Linked DNA regions of Macaca mulatta: region 1 is linked to region 2. The links are chromatin contacts, called in public Hi-C maps. All regions are on one chromosome and are shown on one strand. Each heading gives the region's core, a stretch centred on a gene start, on an enhancer-like site or on the middle of the called end of the contact. The rest is flanking DNA. Distances are from core to core; before and after follow the strand shown. Region 1 holds the start of CD3G (CD3 gamma subunit of T-cell receptor complex). Region 2 holds the start of CD3E (CD3 epsilon subunit of T-cell receptor complex).

Evidence for each region. A called contact is a pair of places that touch in the nucleus more often than the background predicts.
Region 1: a Hi-C map of CD4 T cells shows a contact between it and region 2, with 4 times the contacts expected there. The contact joins the promoter of CD3G here to the promoter of CD3E in region 2. A contact is called at or near these places in 3 of 14 Hi-C or Micro-C datasets (CD4 T cells, blood and liver).

Annotation. Positions count from the first base shown.
Region 1 is chr14:119,013,070-119,019,395 of T2T-MMU8v2.0, forward strand. CD3G (CD3 gamma subunit of T-cell receptor complex) reads left to right here and starts at 4,354. Exons shown (of 7, transcript NM_001266925.2): 1 at 4,354-4,489. The coding sequence starts at 4,435. CD3D (CD3 delta subunit of T-cell receptor complex) reads right to left here and starts at 4,294. Exons shown (of 5, transcript XM_015115818.3): 1 at 2,585-4,294; 2 at 404-622. The coding sequence starts at 2,639.
Region 2 is chr14:118,973,074-118,979,726 of T2T-MMU8v2.0, forward strand. It overlaps CD3E (CD3 epsilon subunit of T-cell receptor complex), which reads left to right and starts at 5,130. Exons shown (of 9, transcript XM_015115816.3): 1 at 5,130-5,327; 2 at 5,445-5,552. The coding sequence starts at 5,504.

The DNA.
Region 1 (6,326 bases), core at 3,104-5,603, 39 kb after region 2:
TAGGGCAACCCTTAGATCTCTCATGCCAAAACCCAAACTTCAATAAGACTCTGGGAGAAAGGCCTGGTGATGGCCTTGCCACATCTTCCTCCACCCTGCATCCCAAGGAATCCCTGAGAAGAGCCAAGAAGCAATCTCAGCTTTGTGGGGGACCTTGAACAAGGTGGTGGGCCAAACCTCTCACCCAACCGAGGCTGCACTAACATGACCCCTACTGCTCTGTCTTTCTGAGTTAAGCTCTCTCTTCCACTTTGCAGGTCCCCAAATCTGGCTCATACCATTACAAGAGTGGCCTCACTTTGTTTACAGAACAGATGGGCTCACCACATCCCTCTCTAGCCAGAAAGTTCTCACATCCAGAAGCCCCATCCATTCCAACCCAAAAGATTCAGGAAGCACATACTTCGATAATGAACTTGCACAGCAGATTCTTTGTCCTTGTATATATCTGTCCCATTACACCTATATATTCCTCGTGGGTCCAGGATGCGTTTTCCCAGGTCCAGTCTTGTATTATTTGTGAGCAGTGTTCCCATCGTTCCCTCTACCCATGTGACGCTGGTATTGCATTTCACAAACACTCTGTCCTCAAGTTCCTCTACAGGTATCTTGAAGGGGCTCACTAAAGGGGAAAAAATATCACAATTGGAGACAGTTCTTTGGTCTGCACCAAGCCCTTTGTTCTGCGGAAGCTCATACTTAACAGAGACCATTTTCTTGGTCCAGGACGGTTTATGGTTTCTATCAAGAGAGACAGAAGTCACAAGAAAAAGCCTTCAGAAAGTTTCCCACCAACTGCATGGGTCAAGGGGGACATGAGGATGCCATTCAAGCAGAGGACAGGTCTTGGGGCCTTGGTGCAAAAGAGGACCCCTCAGAGCAGGATTGACCCAAGCACTTTCCTGGAAATGAATCCAGACCGCTGATGAGGAGTAGGGGGAGCATGGACCACTGAAGCACCCGGAAGATATGGAAAGACAGAAGAACATTCCTTGGTTGGAAATGTCTGCATTTTTTCTTCAAGAAAACATCTAATACTACTTTCCAGCCGTCTACAACACTCCCACTTCAGCTTCTTGTTCTCATCGTTCCTCACTGCCCCTGCTCCATTAACAACCAAGAAAGTGGGGCTCTCAATACTGAAGCCTTTCCCAGGGTCAGGGGATGGCTGTGGATGGAGACCAGCTGGTTTGCCAGTTCCTGAATTACCAGCTCAGTGGTCCAGAAGGGGACCAGGGCAAATCCCAGGTACAGTTTTCCACCCTTGGTTAGAAGGAGGAGAACAGGAAAAAAAAATTCTTGAATCCATCCCTAGAGCTCCTCACAAGTCAAGTCTTGTGGGAGACTTTTAGGACTGGAGGTGGGTGCAGCAACATTCCAGATGCAGTGAGTTCCTTTGAAAGTCTGAGCACATCTCCACAGGCCACAGAGGCACTACAGTCTATGCCTCCAAACACAGGGAAAAGTGGAGTCTACATTCATTCTTCCTGGGCTTCACACTCAGTCACAAATTTGGATACAAGAGCATCTTCTAGAAAACCCTGAAATAGCTGCTGCTCACACTTCTGAAGCAGGTTGGAAGTGTATGCATGTATACTCAGGGAGACACAAGCACATCAAATGTTTCACATCCTACAGTCACGTCCTCTTCAGGGATCTGTCTCCAGTGGAAATCCTGAGTGTCCTAGTGCAGTCGACTATCAGGTGACCATTGGACCCAGTTTGCTTAGCATTGAAGGGGTTTCTGGGACATGGGACTTTCCATTTTAAAGCTGAAATTGGCAAACTGAGATGAGTTAAAATCCTCCCATGTAACAACCCCTCAAATCTTCCCTCCCTCCTGCTCAACCTAAAGTTAACTTCTCTTTTAAAGCAGTCCCATGAGTGCTAGGACATGCCTCCAGGGGTGACATAATCATGGCCAAACAAACAAGAGTCCTGATTCCAGAGGCCATCAGCCCTAAAAGGAGTAGTGCAGGAAGTTGTGCTCCCATGGCCAGTCCCAGATTCAGGTACATACATACTGAGCTATTTCCTACAGATCTCTGGCCTAAGGCCTTCTGAGAGACATTCTAGGCCCACATGCACCCGTGGCTGGAGTCAGTCAAAGCCAAGAGCCTGTTTCCCAGACTCTATGCTACATCCTGGCCCTGCCCTCCTGACACCCTGGGGTGCCTGGTAAATTGAAGCTAGCACCGAGAAGCACTTTTTTTTTTTTTTGAGATAAGGTCTCATGGGGTTGCCCAAGTTGGAGGGCAGTGGCATGATCACATCTCACTGAAGCCTTGAAATCCCAGACTCAATTGACCCTCCTGCCTCAGCCTCTCAAGTAGCTGGGACTACAGCTGTGCACCACCACGCCTGGCTCATTCTTTTGTTTTTTGTAAAGGTAGAGTCTCATCGTGTTGCTCAGACTGGTCTCAAACTCCTGGCCTCAAGGGATCCTCCCACTTCAGCCTCCCAAAGCTCTGGGATTACTGGTGTGAGCCACCGTGCCTGGCAAGAAGCACTTTCAAGTGGGCCTCACTCCCAACAGTAATGTCCCTCTCAGGTCCCTTCCCCCACCCACCTGGAGTAGCTTTACCTTGGGAGAGAAGGGTAGCCAGTACCAGTCCAGACAGAAACGTGCTATGTTCCATCTCCCAGCGGAACTCATCCAGTAGATAAAGCCAGGTCACCGAACTATCAGCCTGGGTGAGAGCTGCCCTCCCCCAGCTGACTCACAGGTACCGGAAAGAGGAGAGTGGGGGAGGAACTAGAAGATGTCTGCTTCTCTGCTTTCTACCGTTGATGATGGGAAATTGTCAGGGTGGGGGTGGGCTAGCGGTAGGGTAGGAAGGAAGCAGGTGTAAATTGCTCTATCTCTGAGCAGGGAGCTGGTAGAGAACATGGAAAAGGTGGCATGAACTTTAGCGTCCCTATTGACAATGCAACTACATTTACGCACCACCTAAAAACCTCCACATCTCGAAGCCCCTTGAGAGAAGCCAACAGCCCCATAGCGCAAGCCATAGCAGCTGTACTTCTCATGAAGGTTGATCTTTCTCAGGACCCTTCACTAGGCAGCCAGGGACCAGCTCTAGCAGCTTCTTGTCACTGGGAGGCTGGGCTTTAGGGACCCCAGCCAGAGATTTGAATCCTGGGTCCAATACTGCCTACCTGTGGGGCCTGGGCCAGCCTTGAAATTTTTCAGTCTTATTCCATTAGCACCATTATCAGGATTCAAACAAGATGTTTGCACGGTGCCTCACACATCATATGTGCTCAATAAGGGGTAGTTATTAATAATAATATAGTTGACTCACAGGCAATATTGAACCTCCCGGGGAGACAAATGGACCTTTTTCCCCTGTGGCCTACAAGGATCTGAAACTCTCCACACTGCTGCAGTTAGACTGTCACTTACCTGGGAACAGAGTCATGCCTGTCTTTCTCACTGCTGTATCTTGTGCCTGGCACATAATGGGAGCTCTGCACATTTTTGTCGGCTCACTGACTGACTAGCTGAGGGAGACAGGGGCCTGAGATCCTAGACATTCAGTCTGGGCTCTGGCCCCTGAAAATGTGCTGGCCTGTCCTCAGAACTGTTCCACCTATTCCCTTCCAGGCGCCTATTTCATGATCTCAAAAGAACGGTGAAGCCAGGTGCCGTGTCTCACGCCTATAATCCCAACACTTTGGGAGGCTGAGGCAGGCGGATCACAAGGTCAGGAGTTTGAGACCAGCCTGACCAACATGGTGAAACCCCGTCTCTACTAAAAATACAACAATTTGGTGGCGCACGCCTGTAGTCCCAGCTACTCAGGAGGCTGAGGCAGCAGAATCGCTTGAACCCAGGAGGCGGAGGTTGCAGTGAGCTGAGACAGTGCCACTGCACTCCAGCCTGGGCAACAAAGTGAGGCTCTGTCTTAAAAAAGAAAAAAAAAAAAAAAGTGAAAAAAATTCCCGAATGAAGGCCTGGACTGAAGTGGCTTTCCATTCGGAGGTCTGGCCCCAAGCAGCTGAGAGTTCCTCCAAATTCATTACCTACAGCAATAACAACTAACAACGAGTAACAACTGGCTGCAATCCTAACAACTAATGACAGGGACATTTATCCCCCTCATGAAGAAATGGTCCCAGTACCGTCTCCCACCCAGCATCCGTTGCAGTTCCCTGTGCAAGATGAGTCTCTGAGTGGGAATCCAGCACTCTCTCCCTCTCCTTCCCCACCACCTCCACCCTCCTTAACGGAAAAATAAAAGGCGTCTGCACCTGCAGCCCTGCTGAGGCCCCTGCTACCCACACTTGCAGCAGAGGGTGGAGGCTCTGGGTTCTTGCCTTCTCTCAAGGGCTCCAGCCCGAACGGGGATGGGCGGAGCCAGTCTAGCTGCTGCACAGGCTGGCTGGCTGCTAAGGGCTGCTCTGTGCTTTTGCCAGAGGACAGAGACTGACATGGAACAGGGGAAGGGCCTGACTGGCTTCATCCTGGCTATCATTCTTCTTCAAGGTAAGGGCCTACTAGGGGTCTGGCAGCCTGGGGAAGGGCTCAAGGGAAGAGCCCATCACTAGTGAGACAGGAATATTGGGATCCCTAACCTTGAGCCTACCTCTGCTGTCACCTTAGAGTTCAAAGAAGGGCAAAATGGAGCCTCTTAACTGTTCTCTGCTAGAGAGAAACAGTGTCCCGTGGAGGAGAAGGAATCCTTGTCTCTGAAAAATGCAAACAGAGTACTTCACTGGCTAAAGAGAGGACCCTGTTACCGCCATCTTAGATTTGAACGCAGCCCAAAAGGGCATAGGCCAGGAAACTAAAAGGAAAAAGTATATGTTCCCTACTTCAGAGCTGGGGGTTAGCAGTCGACCTATGAAACGTCCATTCACTCAGTTGGGCAGTTAGCCAACTGGTCAACAAAGATGGGTGAGATCCTAATATGTGATATGCCATGAGGAAATAAAAATGAATAAAACACTTATGCTCTACAGAACTCACAGTCTCATTGGAGAGATTAGTTTTCATGATGCCAGACTGAGTGTATGGTACAGCATAGGTGCCTGCATGAATACTCCGTTGGAAATATCCAACAGGAAGTGAATGAACTGGGTTGATGCCTGGAGTCTGGACATACTGGGAAAGTTAAAACCATGGAATTTGCTGAAGTCACATAATACTATATGAGGAAGATGGGGCTGAAGATGGAACAGTGCGGGCACCAATTTTAAGTGGCAGTTAGAGAAAAAAAATTCCAGGAAAGAGATAAAAGGCGAATCAAAGAGCTGAAATAATCAAATGTATGCACTACCTTGGAAACCAAGGGAGTAGAGAGCTTCTAGAAGGAGAGAATTACCAAGAGTATAAAATGTTAAAGAGAGCCCACTAATATAAGACTATATTTAAAAGTTTAAGTCTGTGGGATGTGGCAGAATATGCACCATGGGTGATTTAGCACAGTTTCAGTGGGGTATTGAGAGTGGAAGCCAAGTGAAAATTGGTAGAAGGTGAAGGTCAGGTGATGAGGTCAGCAAGTGTAGACTATTCTTTAAAGAAATTTGGATGAGGAGGGAGAATAGACTGGGTGGTAGGTCGAGGAGGAAGTAGAGTCTAAGAATAAATGTTTCTGAGGGTGAGAGAAACTTGAGCACATTTCTAAGCTAAAGGAGAAGATGATGAGTAGAGCAGGGTCCTGGAGTTGATGGTGGAAAGACAGAGTCAAGAGTGGGGTCAAGAGCACAGAAGGGAAGGCAACGTTACCCTCTAAGACCGGAAGAAAGGAAGTGCAAACGGTGCTGGCCACAGATAGGTTTATAAAGGGAAAGGAAGCTAAAGGAGAAAGGACAATAACAGCTTCCATGTTCTAAAAAAATCCAGGTGGGAGGCAATGCCACCTGCAGAAACTGAGCTGGGTGATGGCCGGTTGGGAGACTTGAAGAGGACAGTGAGAGTTTAGAATAGAATTATTTCTGAGAGAAATGGGAGGAAAAGTCAGCTAAAGACAACACAGGTTGAGGAGCAACTCTCAAGCCTAGGTGAGGTGGCTGCATATCGTGGAAAGAGCATTGAGTTGAGCAGTAGAAAACCTGAGCTCTGGATCCAGCTTGGGCACATAATGAGCTATGTGTACTTGAACAACTCCTCCACTGTCTGGGAGTTCTCATGTCAGCCAATCCAGAAATGTGGCAGGGATGGGCGTGGTGGCTCACGCCTGTAATCCCAGCACTTTGGGAGGTCGAGGCGGGTGGATCACCTGAGGTCAGGAGCTCGAGACCATCCTGGTCAACATGGTAAAACCCCATCTCTACTAAAAATATTTTTTAAATTAGCTGGGCGTGGTGGTGAGTGCCTGTAA
Region 2 (6,653 bases), core at 3,880-6,379:
TGGAAGGAATGCAGTCTGGCTGAGGCATGAGCAGTGACAGAGGACACAAGCAGCAACTGCAGAAGCACAGGGCCCAGACTCCTCCATCATCCACCACTACTACACTAATACTTCACCTTCAGTTGAACCTGTGGCTGCCTGGCGGGCTATTCTTGAAGACAGCCGACAGAGGAGAATAAAGCCTGAGCTTCCTTGACAGATGTCATCTTAGTATGTGGATGCAAGCCAAAAATGGAATGCTGCAGTCCTGCAGTCCTGCATTCCCAGTAGGAGACGACCTTGAAAGAGTAGTAAAGGGAACCGGGTGTGGTGGCTCACGCCTATAATCCCAGCACTTTTGGAGGCCAAGGCGGTGGATTGCCTGAGCTCGGGAGTTCAAGACCACCCTGGGCAACATGGTGAAACCCGGTCTCTACTAAAATACAAAAAAAAATAGCTGGGCTGGCCGGGCGCGGTGGCTCAAGCCTGTAATCCCAGCACTTTGGGAGGCCGAGACAGGCGGATCACGAGGTCAGGAGATCGAGACCATCCTGGCTAACACGGTGAAACCCCGTCTCTACTAAAAAATACAAAAACTAGCCGGGCGAGGTGGCGGGCGCCTGTAGTCTCAGCTACTCGGGAGGCTGAGGCAGGAGAATGGCATAAACCCGGGAGGCGGAGCTTGCAGTGAGCTGAGATCCGGCCACTGCACGCCAGCCTGGACGACAGAGCCAGACTCCGTCTCAAAAAAAAAAAAAAAAAAATAGCTGGGCATGGTGGCACGTGCCTGTAGTCCCAGCTACTCGTGAGGCTGAGGCACAAGAATTGCTTGAGCACTGGAAGCATAGGTTGCAATGAGCCAAGATGGTGCCACAGCACTCCAGCCTGGGCAACAGAGTGACACTCCGTTTCAAAAAAAAAAAAAGAAAGAAAAGAAAAAGAAAGAGTAGTAAAGGGAAATCCTCTCAAAGGGCAGAGCTTCTGCCACTGTACATGTTCATTCACTTTATGTGGAAAGAGAACTGGCCTAATATCAGAATATATAGATATCCATGAGCAGGGGTGAGTGGCTTGATTTATTGATCAGGGGCCTGGAACAAGTAAGAGTAGAAGATTGGGGACAGAAAGTCTGGGGAAGAGGCATGTGTATGGACCCATGGGAGTCGTTACCAGGTGTAAAGATCTTTGTGTCGCAGTGAACACCAAGCAGAGAACATCCGTCGTGGAAGAGGCACCACAACACAAAGTAGAAGAAAATGACTTGGCCAGTTAAAGTCAGCTAGCCTCTGTCCATGGCCATCCCAGCACTCAAACAGTGGGGTTATGAATGTAGTAGCTATGGTGGCAATGGTAAATGCTAGACCTGGGCACAACAGTGTGGGCTCCCACTCACAAAGCTTGATCCAGCTACTGCCACTGCCAAAACAGAGTTCAGTGCTGAGCCTCCAATTTAGCATCATCATTGAAGGAAACCAACCAGTCATTTCTTGGCAAGTGGATTACATTGGACCCTTCTCAAACCAAAATCTGGAAAGGGCTCAATTCGTTGACAGGACAGATCAATTCATTTGACATATTCTGGGTATGAGTTTGATTCTCTTGCCCGCATTGCCTGAGCTAGCCGTACTATCCAAGAGTTCACATACTGTCTGACCCGTCAGCATTGGATCTTCCATAGCATCACGACAGACCACGGGACCCACTTTAAAGCAAAGACGTGTCAGTGGACATAAGACCATGGGATCCACTGGCCCTATCATATACCACACCACCCAGAAGCTGCCAGCCTGATGAATCTGTGGAATAGTCTTTGGAAGACATAGATAAGGTATCAACTTAGAGATAACACCCTGCTAGCATTGGGCACTATCCTTCAGGACGTGTGATATACATATTAAGCCAATGACTGTTACATGATACTATGTCTCCAAAAGGTAAAATGCATGTGTCCAAGAGCTAAAGGTTAGAAGTAGGAATATTCATGCTTACCATTACTTCCAGTGACCCACTTAGGAAATTTGTGCTTCCTGTCCCGCTAACACTAGGCTCTGAGTTTCCAGGGGCCATGGTTTCCAGAGGCAGAACACTTTCACCACAGCACCCACTAAACTTTAAGCTACACCACTGCCAAGAGACCAGCATGCAAAAAAAAAAAAAAAAAAAAAAGATCTGCTCCCCCAGCAGAGTGAATCTCTCCATATCTGATGATAAGGAGGAGGCAGGGCTGCAGAGACAACTCAGATAGAATCCAAGGGATCCCCTGGGGCATCTTTTAGTGCAATTTTGATGGTAAATGGGCAAGTGCAGCAGACACAGCCTGAAAAGACCACACGGCCAGGGGCTCACACTCCTCAAGCTGTGTCTTCCCTGAGGTCAGCAGAGGTGCTAGCTGAGGCTAGGAGCAATCCAGAATAGGGAACAAGGGTTACCTATCAGATGTGCCCTGGGACAACTGTGCTAATGGGGCTGTAATTTGTCCTGTTAGGAAACTTTCCTTTTTAAAGCTTCTCCAAGAAAACAGATAACCAGAATCCTGAAAAGGCTGTTTAAGGATGGGATGGAATTATTATATGAAGCGAATGGATCCAAGCAGTGCAAGGGTTAAACTGCATGGATACTGTGGCTGCACCCAGGTCACTACCCCAGGGCTGCTTCCTCCCCCAGCTGCTGGGATTCTTGTACTCAAGGACTCACAGTTGAGGTCTTTCAAAGGCATTGCCCTCAGCAAAAGCAGCTGCCTCACCCAACTTCACAGAGCCTCAATTCATAATACCTAAATACCAGTTCAGGTATTTTTCATGGCCGCTTTGCTCAATTCAGGATAACTTGGGAAGGTGATCCCAGGCTGAGAACTCCCCATGGCTCTGGCTGAGGCTCCTGATATGTCTCATCGCAGTTCACGTCTCTCTGCCAGATGCGACCCCTCTCTCCCTTACAGATAATGCTCCTGTGCTTCCTCAGAGAGCCACCTGCACAAATCTCCATCGTTGTTTCCGAGAGAACCCGATGGATAGCAATGCACATTTACAGACACGAAGGTAACCACCAGAAAAAAAAAGAAGCTGAAAAACTTAAAAGTTGTTTTCCCTAGGGAGAAGTGTAGGGGTGAAGTAAGGTAGAACGGGGGACTATTGTTATACAGCCCTTCTATATGCATTGTTTTTAACATGCACGTATTACTTCCATCATAAAACTTTTTTCGTTTTGGCCAGGCGTGGTGGCTCATGCCTGTAATCCCAGCAATTTGGGAGGCCAAGATGGGCAGATCGCTTGAGCTCAGGAGTTCGAAATCAGCCTGGGCAACATGGTGAAACTCTGTCTCTACCAAAAATACACAAATTAGTTGGGCATGGAGGTGGGCACCTGCAATTCCAGTTACCTGGGAGGATAAGACAGGAGGATCGCTCGAGCCCGGGAGGGGGAGGTTGCAGTGAGCCAAAATCGCATGATTGCATTCCAGCCTGAGCAACAGAGTGAGACTTCATCTAAAAAAAAAAACTTTTTCCATTTGAATATTATAACAATTTGATACTGTCACTATTTGAATACTTCCTACAGCCCTAAGAAAATCCTTAAGAACCCCTAACATAGCTTGCAAATCCCTTCCCATCTGGCCCCTGCTGAGTTTCCTATCTCTCTCTCTTTTTTTTTTTTATTTACAGGGTCTCACTTTATCGCCTAGGCTGGAGCGTAGTGGCATAATCATAGCTGACTGCAGCCTCAACCTCCTGAGCTCAAGTGATCCTCTCACTTCAGCCTCCCGAGTAAGCGGGACTACAGGTGAGCACCATCACACCTGGCTAATTTTTGGGGTTTTTTGTTTTTTGTTTTTTTTTTGTAGAGATAGGGTTTCACTATGTTGCTCAGGCTGGTCTTGAACTCCTGGCCTCAAGCAATCTGCCTGCTTTGGCCTCCCAAAGTACCACATCTGGTGAATTTCCTGTATCATTTCTTACGTTCCTCTTTCTCCCTGTTACCTGCTGTTCTGGACTTTCCATTTCTCTTCCTCATCTCTGGGTTTCAAACATGCTGCTCCCTCTGTCTGGAACGCTTTCCACTCCACCTGGTTCATTGCTGTTCCTCCATCAACTTCAGCTTCAATGTCACCTGCTCAGGGGGACCTTCTCTTCCCCACCCCACCCCAGACTATCTTAGTTCCCTTCTATCACTCCCACAGCACCTGAACGTCTTCTTTCTTAGCATCAATCTCCTGAAGTTATCTGGGGGTTTTTTTAGAGCTGGAGTCTCATTATGTTGTGCACACTCACTAGGCTGGAGTGCAGTGTCTATTCACAGGCAAAATCACACTCACTACAGTCTCGAACCCCTGGGCTCAAGCAATCCTCCTGCCTCAGCCTCCTGAGTAGCTGGAAGTACAGGTGTACACCATCATGCGGGGCATGGTTATTGCTTGTGAAGTTATCTGTTTAATCTCCACATTGCCTTTTTTATCCAAGAGGACTATTTATCTTGTTACTCCTGTATTACTAGCACCCAGCATATAACTACAGTACAGTAGACAGAAAATGTGCATTAAGTAAGTGAATTTCATCAAAATGATTTCTAGAGTCCCAGCTCTGTAATCTGCAACTTAGATAACCTGCCTGAGCCTTAGTTTACTCAAGTATAAAATGGAAATAAAAATAAAAATAATACTTAACTTCGAGGGTTCTTTTAAGGATTAAATATGTCAGAAAAGCTCTTAGAAGAGTGCTTGGATATAGTAAGCATTTGATTGACACACACGTAAGCATAAAGAAAAGTTACATCAATTCACACTCATACCAGCAGACTTTGACACTATCACTCCCTGTTCAACATCGAGTCTTGTGTTTTTAAATATTTTTGTAAAATTATAGGCAAAAAAATGGCATCTTACAGATTTAAGTCAACATGTATTTTCAAGCCAAGAAGTTTTATTTATAAGATGGCTGCACCCTGCTGCTCCGTGCCAGATCCACCATAAAGAAAGCAAATGTTCAGTGCATCTCCCTCCTCCTGTCAGAGCCTATAGGGGAAGGAGGACCCCACAATGTGGAGGCATATTGTATTACCATTACTTTTAATGGCAAAAACTGCAATTACTTTTGTGCCAACCTACTACATGGTCTGGACAGCTAAATGTCATGTATTTTTCATGGCCCCTCCAGGTTTTGTCAGAGTCCTCTTGTTTGACCTTCTAGGAAGGCTGTGGGACCCAGCTTTCTTCAACCAATCCAGGTGGAGGCCTCTGCCTTGAACGTTTCCAAGTGAGGTAAAACCCGCAGGCCCAGAGGCCCCTCTACTTCCTGTGTGGGGTTCAGAAACCCTCCTCCCCTCCCAGCCTCAGGTGCCTGCTTCAGAAAATGGTGAGTCTCTCTCTTATAAAGCCCTCCTTTTTCATCCTAGCATTGGGAACAATGGCCCCAGGGTCCTTATCTCTAGCAGATATTTTGAAAACGTCATCTGTTTTGCTTTTTTTCCAGAAGTAGTAAGTTTGCTGGCCTCCGCCATCTTAGTAAAGTAACCGTCCCATGAAAGAAAGATGCAGTCGGGCACTCGCTGGAGAGTTCTGGGCCTCTGCCTCTTATCAAGTGAGTAGGGTGGAGTGGAAAGGGTGGTGTGTCTCCAGACCACTGGAAGGCTTACAGCCTTACCTGGCACTGCTCAGTGGCACCAAGGAGCCTCGTTTACTAGATGTAAGGAACTGTTGGTGCTATGTTAGGGTGGGGGATTAGAGCTAGGGACTAAAGAAAAAGATAGGCCACGGGTGCCTGGGAGAGCGTTCCGGGAGCAGGCAAAGAAGAGCAGTTGGGGTGATCATAGCTATTGCAAGCAGAGAGGTCTCACTACCTCTAAGAACGAGCTCATTCCAACTTACCCAGCTCTCCAGAACTAACCCAAAAGAGACTAGAAGAGCGAAGCTCCACTCCTTGTTTTGGGGAGACCCGATAGTTGCACCCAAACTCTGCACAGGGCATATATAGCAAGTTCATTGTCTTTGAGACCATAAAATGCCTCGTAATTTTTAGTCCTTTTCAAGTAACCGACAGCTTTCAGTTTATTTAGTTTTTTTGAAGCAAGATGGATTATGAATTGATATATAACCAAGAGCATTTATATATCTCATATGAAATAAATAATACAAAAAAAGTTGCCATTTATTGAGTGTCAGATGCTATGTAAAGAAAAAATTATTTAGACATGTTAACTGGTTTAATCCTACTTCCACCTGGGAAGGAAGGTGTTATATCCTCTTTTTAAAATTGTTTTTAACTTTTACTATATAAACTGATAAGCCCTCTACTTTACAGATTAAGAAATTGATACTCAAAAAAGTTAAATAACTTGTTTTAAAGAACATAGTAAGTGCTGAAGCCGATCTGTGAGACCAGGACTGTTTGTGCTCTAAATGGCTGCACCACATGAGGCAAAATGGCTCGTGATGGTTTTATTTCAAAGACCTAGAAAACACTATCACAGCTGGTGCCCCCATCTCAGAGCCACAGCCATGATGTCTCCACTTCCTGCTTCATCTTAGGTTTCTCACGTCTTGAATGTGCACACAAATCACCTGGGGATCTTGTTAAAAATGCAGCTTCTGTTTCAAAAGACCCGGACTGGAGACTGAGATTCCACATGTCTAGTACGCTCTCAAGTTTATTAATCTGCTACTGGTCCTAGGAACACATTGA